Linked DNA regions of Mus musculus: region 1 is linked to region 2. Evidence: chromatin contacts called from public HiChIP or PLAC-seq data. All regions are on one chromosome and are shown on one strand. Each heading gives the region's core, a stretch centred on a gene start, on an enhancer-like site or on the middle of the called end of the contact. The rest is flanking DNA. Distances are from core to core; before and after follow the strand shown.

Region 1 (4,487 bases), core at 886-3,385, 560 kb before region 2:
ATGATGAACTGACCTAGTATAGGGCATCCAGGCATGGGATAATGAGTAGTAATAGAAGCAGGGCCCTGGCAGGGGTGTGTTGACTCTGGACCACTGTTATTGCAGACAGTAGCTGACTCTCATGGGAAGACTAACTCTTTCATTCAGGCCTGTGTCCCTGAATGTTAGCCCCACCGAAGAAAATAATACCCTGACCCTACTATTACTTAAACTTCTCCTGAACATTGCAAACATATCCACAGAAAGAAGAAAGACAACTTGAACACAAAGGGGAGAACAAAACAAAACAAAACACCCCCAAAGGCTCAACCAATTAGCAAACTCCAGATGTCCAAGTACCAGAGCAGAAAGAACAACATGAAAAGCCAGGACACAACTCCTCTGAAGTTACCAATCCCTCAGCAATGCCCCTAGAATGACTTAGAAAACATCTAGACAAAACACTCAAAAGAATAATTGTAAACATGCCCCAACAACTCAAAGAAGACATAAATATACTCCAAGAGAAAAAATCACTAGAGATTAATGATTGCTGTTATAAAATGTGATAATTATTAATAAGGGTGAGCATCAAGATAAGCTACTCATTTATCCATTTAGAACAGGTGGTAGTCAACAAGTGGTTGATAACATGTTTCCTTCACTCTACTTTCAAATAGATATCTGACTTTTAAATGAAACTATACTCTGTTTCTGAATTTGTGATAACAAATTAGTATAAGATGTTAATATAAGCTTGGTACATGGGAAGGAGAAAAATATTAGAAATGCATACAGAGAAGTCATGTGAACATAGGAAAAATGCCAGACAAAGGGAAGAAATAATGGATTGTTTTGTAGCCTTTTGTGAATGAATTTGTAAAGGAATCTTTGAAGAATCTAGAGATACTTCACACTTTGTTTCCTCTCTTGGTTATAGATGCTGCTATAATGTCCTGGCTGCTCTATTTTGAAAATATCTTCTTCTATGCCTGGAGCCGTTTCCAGCACAGTGTGACTCGGTGAACACTGGAGTACCTCTGACTTGATGGTACCTGTGAGTCACTCATCTAAACTCGACAATCTTTAATGATTAGATTTTAGAGATCATAGACGGTGAGAAAATAGTCTAAGTTAGATGATAGACACTTAATACTTGATCAGTGTTTAGTCATCACCAGCAACTGGACTCTGGAACAATCCTCTTTATTAGTTGTTGTTTCTTTATTTTAAGAGACAGTTTGCTCTTATGAATGAGGGGGAGTTAGTTTCTGACACTGAGGTCCTCTAGAGTTACTGTGTATGCTGTTCACCATTACCTTTACTACTGTTTTCATTTGGTTGTGTACATGTAGAATTAAGGTATTATTGTCACACTGTAGGCCCTCAACACCTTATGCTAACAGTATTTCCTCCTCCTCGTCCTCCTCCTCCTCCTCCTCCTTCTTCTCCTTTTTCTCCTCCTCCTCCTCCTTTTTATTTTTTATTTTTTGGTTTTTCAAGACAGGGTTTCTCTGTATAGCTATGGCTGCCCTGGAACTCACTCTGTAGACCAGGCTGGCCTCAAACTCAGAAATCTGCCTGCCTCTGCCTCCCAAGTGTTATGTGGGATTAAAGGCACACGCCACCACTACCTGGCTCAGTATTTTTTATGCATTAGGTTTTATTTTCATATTCTTTCATTGGTTCCTTTAAAATTGGTAACTTGTGACCATCTTAAAAATGAAGAAAATGAAATAAATCTCAGCTCTATGAAGAAACTCCCACAGTTTTACATCTCTGAAATTTGACAGCAAAGATGTAAAAGAGATTGATGCAGCCTGGGATCAAGGAATGGCAGCTTGTTGACGGTCTGGATGTTCCTGTGCTTTCCTGTTGTCAACTAACACAACATATAGGCCTCTGACAGAGAGACAGAGCTTGGCTAATTTCCTGTAATTGACAGCAATGTAGCCATACCTAGATACGTTAGTGTTCGATGACCACCATGCCGGACAGAAACAGTCCACAGTATTAAAGATGTGTATCAGTTTGTACTTTTAGAGTTCACTCCAACCTGAAGAATTCATGACTACCCAGTTCAGGGCAGCTGGAGTGTGTGGTGGAGGCTGTTTACATCTTGGCTGACCAAGAAGCCAGGTGTGAAAGAGGAAGTAGGTCTAGGAACAACCCTTTCCAAGTCCCAGTTCTGCTTTCCTACTTCCGCCAGCCTGGACCCCCACCTGCTAAAGCGACACAGCGTCTCAGAACAGCGCCACCTGCTGGGAAACATGATCTGATAGTCCAACGGTCCTCCAAGAATTTTCTTAATTTAACTGGAGCCTGCTGCTCAGTGGTACAATTAACTTCCAAACGTGAACCTATGAGGATATCTTTGGATTTGAACACAGACGTAGAAAAGCTAAAGTGCAACTGCTTTTCGTTTGTAAGATGCCTCCAATGTGGCATCTCTGGCAATGAATCCGTCATCTAGGACTCTTGGTGTCCACGGTGAGGGAGAGATGAAGATACTTTTGTAAGAAACAGCCTGAGTAGTTCCTGTGGGAGAGAATATGGAAGGTAAAGATGCTGAAGTGCTTCATCCCAGTGAGCACACATTCCCCCTTTCTTTCCTCACTAGCATCTAGAGATGCATAGAATCCACCTTTCTCAGCGGAGTCTGCCTCTAGGATTTGTCTTCTACCTTGCCCATTGACTAATTGTTTTCAGGTAGTGGCCAGTACATGCGGGAGAAGAAAGGTTTCCATCCAGCCCCACACTGGAACAACTCTGAAGGACTATGTAGCTTTAGAGCTCCTCTAGGTAAAACTAAGTAAATATTCTACCTGGATTCAGGACACTAGCCATCAGTAGTGGCAATGTTCTACGCATGGCCTTTGAGGACAGTTCCGTGTTTGTTCACTTCTTCCTTCCTATTTTGCACTCAGATAAGGTTGGTTTAGGTAGACCAAATCCTGTCTTAGAAAAAGAATGTTATTTTAATAGCTCATCTGATGTCTCCTTATATGGCGACCTGCTGGTTTTCAATTCTATTAAGTATATATACAGTGAGAAATTCATCAGGAGAAGCAATTGAGTTGCTTTTGGAAGAATGAACACAGGAGATCAAAGAAAAAGAGCTCTGTCAACGAGAAGCTAATTGTATTACTCGGCGGCAGCCTCCAGTTGAATTAAAAGAATCCTCGGAGAACATTGGGGACATCAGATCTGGTTCCAAAAAAAGTGTTAACTTTCCAAGTAATGTGAATGCTTGGGTGAGCCTTTTCCTGCTTCTCAAATTTAGGCAGAGTTTGTGCTTGAATAGGGTCTGGGTTTGAAAGTATATCTCTGGTGTATTTCCATAGGTACCTAAGTATAAGTCTGTAAATGTTAAATTTAAAGGTTAGAAGTCAGATCGTCCTGGGTAAAGTGGGAAAAAAATCACTTGCAAAATCTATATCTTTAGAGATGAATCTTTTGCACATAGAAAACTATTAATTTTTTATTCAAACTGTACAGTCATGTTCTCTTTACCAGAGTCTATGAATGATAAACTGCAGTCTAAGAGAGCTTCAGTGTTTTGTCCAAGGTCACTATATATAGGAAGTAACCAGTCAGGGCTTAAAGCTACTCTAACTCTAGGTCCCTCTGACCTGGTTGTACTTTTGACTCTGAGCAATCCTCATGATCAGGAAAAAAAGCCCAGCCTTTCGACCTCATCCAGTGTAGACCTTCTCCAAGTCAGAAGCAGCTCTTTGCTGAATTATGATGCTAATGCTGCTGCAGAGAAAGGGAACAAGCATTTACGTTATTAGCAAGAGTCATTTTTCTTGATTAAAACTTTACAGTGTTCAATGTTGCCTCACATATATTCAAGAAGGCTTTCAAGGATTTATTGACAACCAAGTACAGAAGAATTATAAGAGGATAGAGAGGCCTTTGGAATTGGGTCTTATCCTCAAATCATTACCCTTGATCATTTTTATCCATCCCACCTGTGATGGTTTGTATATCCTTGGACCAGGGAGTGGCACCATCTGGAGGTGTGGCCTTGTTGGAATAGGTGTGACCTGGTTGGAATGGGTGTGTCACTGTGGGTGTGGGCATAAGATCCTCACCCTAGTTGCCTGGAAGTCAGTCTTCCACTAGCAGCCTTTGGATGAAGACATAGAACTCTCAGCTCCTCCTGGGTCATGCCTGCCTGGATACTGCCATGCTCCCACCTTGATGATAATGGACTGAACCTCTGAACCTGTAAGCCAGCCCCAGTTAAATGTTGTTTTTTATAAGACTTGCCTTGGTCATGGTGTCTGTTCACAGCAGTAAAACCCTAACTAAGACACCACCATTCCATGGTTCATTGATAAATATTGTTTGGAGTACCCACCAGAACTGTTAGAGTCATTATAGACACATCAACAAATGGGACCAAGTCTTTCCCCTTCTAATATTTATAGACAGAGAGAAGTCTTTCCAACGTAAAGCAGTAAGTGAAATGGTTTTGGACATTGTGCTAGGAACATTACCTA
Region 2 (4,731 bases), core at 656-3,155:
TATCACCCTATCGGCCTTTGCCACATACATCTGTCTGCCTGTGCCCAGACTGCACACGGAGGGAAGGACATCTAGCTTCCCCTCCTTTCAAAACATTTTGCTGCTTCTCAGAAAGGACTGACAGCAAATGGAGGGGAGGGGGAACCCTGAGATTTTTAATTAACTGTTTTTAGGCCTCCCCCACCCCACCCCACCCCACCCCCAGCCCCAGTTTTTCTACCAAACAGTAAGAGGACTGTCTCTAAGGTAAGCCTGCATGCCCGGAGAATTCCACTCTTCATGCTCAAGGACCAAGTTTTGATTTTGATGAATCATGAGTCACAGTAAGAAAAGTACTTATATAATAATCAGCTTAGCTGGGCGAGGTGGCGCACGCCTTTGATCCCAGCACTTGGGAGGCAGAGGCAGGCGGATTTCTGAGTTCGAGGCCAGCCTGGTCTACAAAGTGAGTTCCAGGACAGCCAGGGCTATACAGAGAAATCCTGTCTCGAAAAACAAAACAAAACAAAACAAAATCAGCATACACCACACACACACACACACACACACACCAGATCAAATGCTAACTAACTTCATGCCACAAATGGTTACAATAGATGGGAGCAAGAGAAATCAAGAGCAAAACAGATGAACGGTCACTTCCACACTTCCTTCGTTAAAGTAGAAATACGAGGCTACAGAATAGGTAAAATCATTGATTATTTGGAATCCAATACTGAATACATTGCCTCTTAGATTCTGTCAAGTGCCTAGAAAGGAGAAAAGAGGGAGGAAAGAGATTGGGTCTGTGAAGTAAAGGTTTGAAAAGGTCTCTTTGGTACCAAAGGACCAGATTGGTTAACAAAAAGGACTGCTGAACGTCAGTCAATGAGAAAGCCTCATTGTGCAGATGCCTCTTGCTAAGTCACAGCTACACCCACCTGAAGGCAACATTTTGCTCTGTCCCGTCCACCACGCACAAGTGCAGAGATGACTAAAGATGAGTTAACTAGAACTCTGTGCACTAGAGCAATGGGTACATTAAAACCATCTAAAGGCTTATTAAAACGCAAAGTATCAAGCCCCATTCCTATTCAGTCATAATTTATGGTGGTGTTGGTGAATGCTAGAACTCTCCAAGTAATCCTGAAAAACATACCTGCTAAAACACAGTGATCTGGAAAGTATGAAATGAACTAGACGCTGAGCCAGCAGACAGCTATTACTAAGCGGTCCTGGTAGGAGATGCAAGGTAGAACTCCACCGCTTGGGAGAACTGACTCCAGCACTCAGGGAGATTCAGATCCAAGTTAGTGTTGAGACAGCACCACGTCGATAAGGGTCTGCAAGCTTGAAAAACGAAAAAGATAAACAATGCAAGCTTATAAACGGTTTATTCGAAATAATTCTCATCGGGTTTTCTTAGATTCCATATCACCCCCATTTACTTTCTGTTACATTGCTCTAGCTTGAGGTCTTAGTGGCGCTAAAATGGAAATTAGGGTGCTGCAAGAAAAGGGGTGCGCAGAGGCAGAAGGAACTGCTCCTAGCGAGGTAAGAGGTGATGAAAGGCGGGGTGCCCAATCGCCCAAAGACTTGGATGTTCCGTAACCAGGGTCTCGGAGCCTTTCATAGGGCCTCCCTATAACACTTACCATAGTTTGTAGATCTCAGCACAGGAAATAGATTCCTGTACACAGGAAGACTACACCACCACCAATGATCCGGTTACTCTGGCAACGCAAGCCCCGCCTTCCTCCAGCCACTGCTTCGAAGACGCCGCCTCGAAGCTGCTTCGTCTCCATTGGCTGGGAGTAATTAGGCCCCGCCCATTCACTCAAAGATCCACCCTTTGCCTCATCGCCTGGGGCAACGCGACGCCACCTTCTCCGTTCCAACGCGTTCACTTCCGTCTGGCTGGTAGTGACCCGGAAGTTTAAGCGTCCATACCGCTTGCATTATCTATTGGTACTTTTTTTTTAAGTAGATATCTTCCAGTTTTCGCTTTCCGAGCCGATACATAGTAGACCCTGTCTCTCTTCATTTTACACACAGCACGAAGTGTCAGTTGGTCCTTGTCCTTCAGAAGAGCATTCCGGAAATGAAACCCTGTGTAATAGGAAGTGATTAGAGTGAGCGAGGCGCTGCGTGTCAGGGAGGCTTGGGCGGGTTGGCTTCCGAGTGCCAGGGGAGTTTACAAGTCAGCCGGCTGCTGAGCGAGTGAAGAGCCTGAGCGGTGGACATTGAAGTAAGGATATCACAGGTAAGTCCTGGAGCCGGCCCGTGTGCCGGACGCGGTGGGAAGAGGATGGTCTGGGCTGGAGTTCGGCAGCCATTGGTTTGGGATTTAAAGGTTGTTCTGGGAAGAGGCTCCTCCTGACAGGGACAAACTTGGGCTCATACTCCTGGGGAATGAGGCTGACAGGCTTAATTTTTCCACCTCCTCTCCTTTTAAACTCGGCACCCATGCCTCCCCACACCTTCACCCGGTGTTTCTTAGACAAGGACACTTGCTCATCGGCATCGCATGGTCCCAGCGAAGTTTCTGACTTTAAAGTCTCTGTTTGCCATTGGATAGAGTTTCAGGATGCATTCCCAGGGCAAGGATTTGTGATGTTCAGGAAGTTAGACCGGGTACTGAATCGTATACATCTAGGAACAGTCAGCTTTTAGGACGTGTGGTCACCTATTCTACAGTCTAGACTCCAGAGACCACTTAAACCTATGCCTGGGTTTTCATTATTTAACAGGTATACATTACAGCCCGTCAAAAGGAAATAATGAAGAACGTGGGTACTAAAGACAGAAACAATTAAAAAATAACTTTTAAAGTAGATGCATTCTCTGAATATATTGTTATTGCTTTAATTCTTTCGTATGTATACATCTCTAGGTCTTCGGTGAAAGTCTTGGATTGTATTCTCATTAGTTATGGAAAAAATGACTACCCTTAAAAGTTCGGAAAACAAAGGTAAGTGTTTTTGTTTTGATAATAATTGATTTGGTTTTTTGTTTGATTGGTTGCTTTTTTGGTTTGGGGGGGAGGGTTGTGTTTTGGGTTTATTTTGGAGTAGGAGGGCGTTATTTGAGACAGGGTTTCTCTGGGTTGCCTTGGCTGCCCTAGAACTCATTGGCCTTGAACTCAGAGAGCTCCCCCTTGATTATCTAGTAAGGCAGGTAATACAACTGTTCGTTTTATTTTTACTACACTGTAACTATTGTTAGTGAAAACAGATGTTTGTGCTACATGGATCAATGAAAACTATACCTATATTTGATGTCACTTGTCTGCATCCTTTAACTGTCTCGGGAGAGCAATGTGATTGTCAGTATAACAACAGAACTTTCTCTCAAGCATGTGAATAGCACTGCCATCATAGGAGGGGTGGACCATTACCTATAGGGCTCATCGCAAACCTAAAATAAACAATTTAACTAAATATTAAAATTGTAGACTTGTACATTAAAAATACAGTGATGACAGTTAATTTAGCAAACAGATAGTAAGGTCTGGGGCATTTAAATAATAAGGATCAGGTGGAAATGATTCTATGAACAAATGAATTTGGAAATGCTGGGTTGGATTGGTTATACAGGCATTTCTTAGCACTGTTAGGAAACCAGTGTATACTGTGAAACACCAGAAGCTGTGCTTCATGCATAAGTGTGCACACGCATTTGATCAAGCAACTGTTTATCCAGAGCCTAGAGAACAGAGGTTCTCAATATGTGGGCCATGACCCCCACGTATCAGATATTTGCATTACATATATACAAAACAGTAGCATAATTATAGTTCTGAAGTAGCAACGAAGTGTGCTGTTGGGGTCACCACCACACGGGGTGCTGTATTAAAGGATCTCAGCGTTCGGAAGGTTGGGGACCACTGGACTGGAGGAGAGGGCTGGGGATCACCTTTATAAAGGTTAATATGATTGTCGGTAGCATACTTTTCTAATGGAATAGCTAAACTTTACTAGGTGATAATGGTGACATTGAAAACACTAAAGCTGGGCCTTGTGGCACAGGCTTGTGATTCCAGCTACTTGGGAGGCTGAGACAGGAGGATCACAAATTCATACCCTGTTTGGGCTCCAGAGTCAGTTCAAGGCTAGCATGGGCAACCTAGGCAGATGCTGTCTCAAAACTGTAAAATGAGGGCTCCAGGACAGCCAGGGCTACACAGAGAAACCCTGTCTCGAAAAAACAAACAAAAAAAAACAACAAAAAAAAAAGCTTTGGCTAGACTGCTTGCCAGGACCCAGCTTCAATCCCACTGCCTGCCCCCATGCATGCCGAAAGAATATTGTCCTAAGATTTACCAAGAGACATCCTCAGTTTACCAGTTTATTGTTTAATTTGCATATGTTCCAGAAGATCTGTCAGACTATAACATAAAGGAGCTATGAATTACTGTTTTAATGTAGAAGGAAAAGCCAAGATGTTTTAAATTTTTTTTCCCTAAAGGTTTAAATGAAGTTTAGGTATGTGTTCATAGAGTAATAAACTCATTAAATAAACATTTGCTTTTCTTCTTTATGCTGTGCACATTTCATTAGCTGGTAAAATGAGCTGGTAAAGGTATCTGTGACTAAAGGAGCTTCCAATAGTCCAGCCTGGAATTATTCTGAAATGCTCTCGCACTTCCAGTGTTCTCCCAGCTCCCAGGCATAGAAGGATGGGGACGCCCATGACGGGACTAGGGTTGTCCCACAACAGGCGGTGGAAACTTGGTATTATCTTGGCTCATGA

What was found. HiChIP or PLAC-seq counts read pairs in DNA pulled down with a chosen protein or histone mark.
Region 1: a contact with region 2 is called in an H3K4me3 HiChIP or PLAC-seq map of pro-B cells, with 7 times the contacts expected there. The contact joins the enhancer-like site here to the promoter of Blzf1 in region 2. A contact is called at or near these places in 10 of 39 promoter capture datasets (the 3T3-L1 cell line, 3T3-L1-derived adipocytes, cranial neural crest and 6 more), 9 of 115 datasets of contacts at active chromatin or transcription factors (acute myeloid leukemia, embryonic basal ganglia, embryonic forebrain and 4 more) and 2 of 9 other capture datasets (liver and macrophages).

What each region holds. Positions count from the first base shown.
Region 1 is chr1:164,868,584-164,873,070 of GRCm38.p6, reverse strand. It overlaps Gm32652 (a long non-coding RNA gene), which reads left to right. Exons shown (of 5, transcript XR_865700.2): 3 at 920-1,036. Gm20743 (predicted gene, 20743) reads right to left here. Exons shown (of 5, transcript NR_040303.1): 4 at 2,805-2,933; 5 at 1,633-2,517. Among named protein-coding and RNA genes, the nearest start is that of Gm20743, 7.7 kb to the right of the region's middle. Within about 2 kb of position 2,135, at least 33 of the 459 cell types and tissues checked have an H3K27ac peak or open chromatin away from gene starts, as enhancers often do. A contact at or near this core is called in pro-B cells, where this site is marked.
Region 2 is chr1:164,304,658-164,309,388 of GRCm38.p6, reverse strand. Blzf1 (basic leucine zipper nuclear factor 1) reads left to right here and starts at 1,905. Exons shown (of 7, transcript NM_001160209.1): 1 at 1,905-2,242; 2 at 2,873-2,950. The coding sequence starts at 2,911. It overlaps Nme7 (NME/NM23 family member 7), which reads right to left and starts at 1,717. Exons shown (of 14, transcript NM_138314.4): 1 at 1,635-1,717; 2 at 1,139-1,329.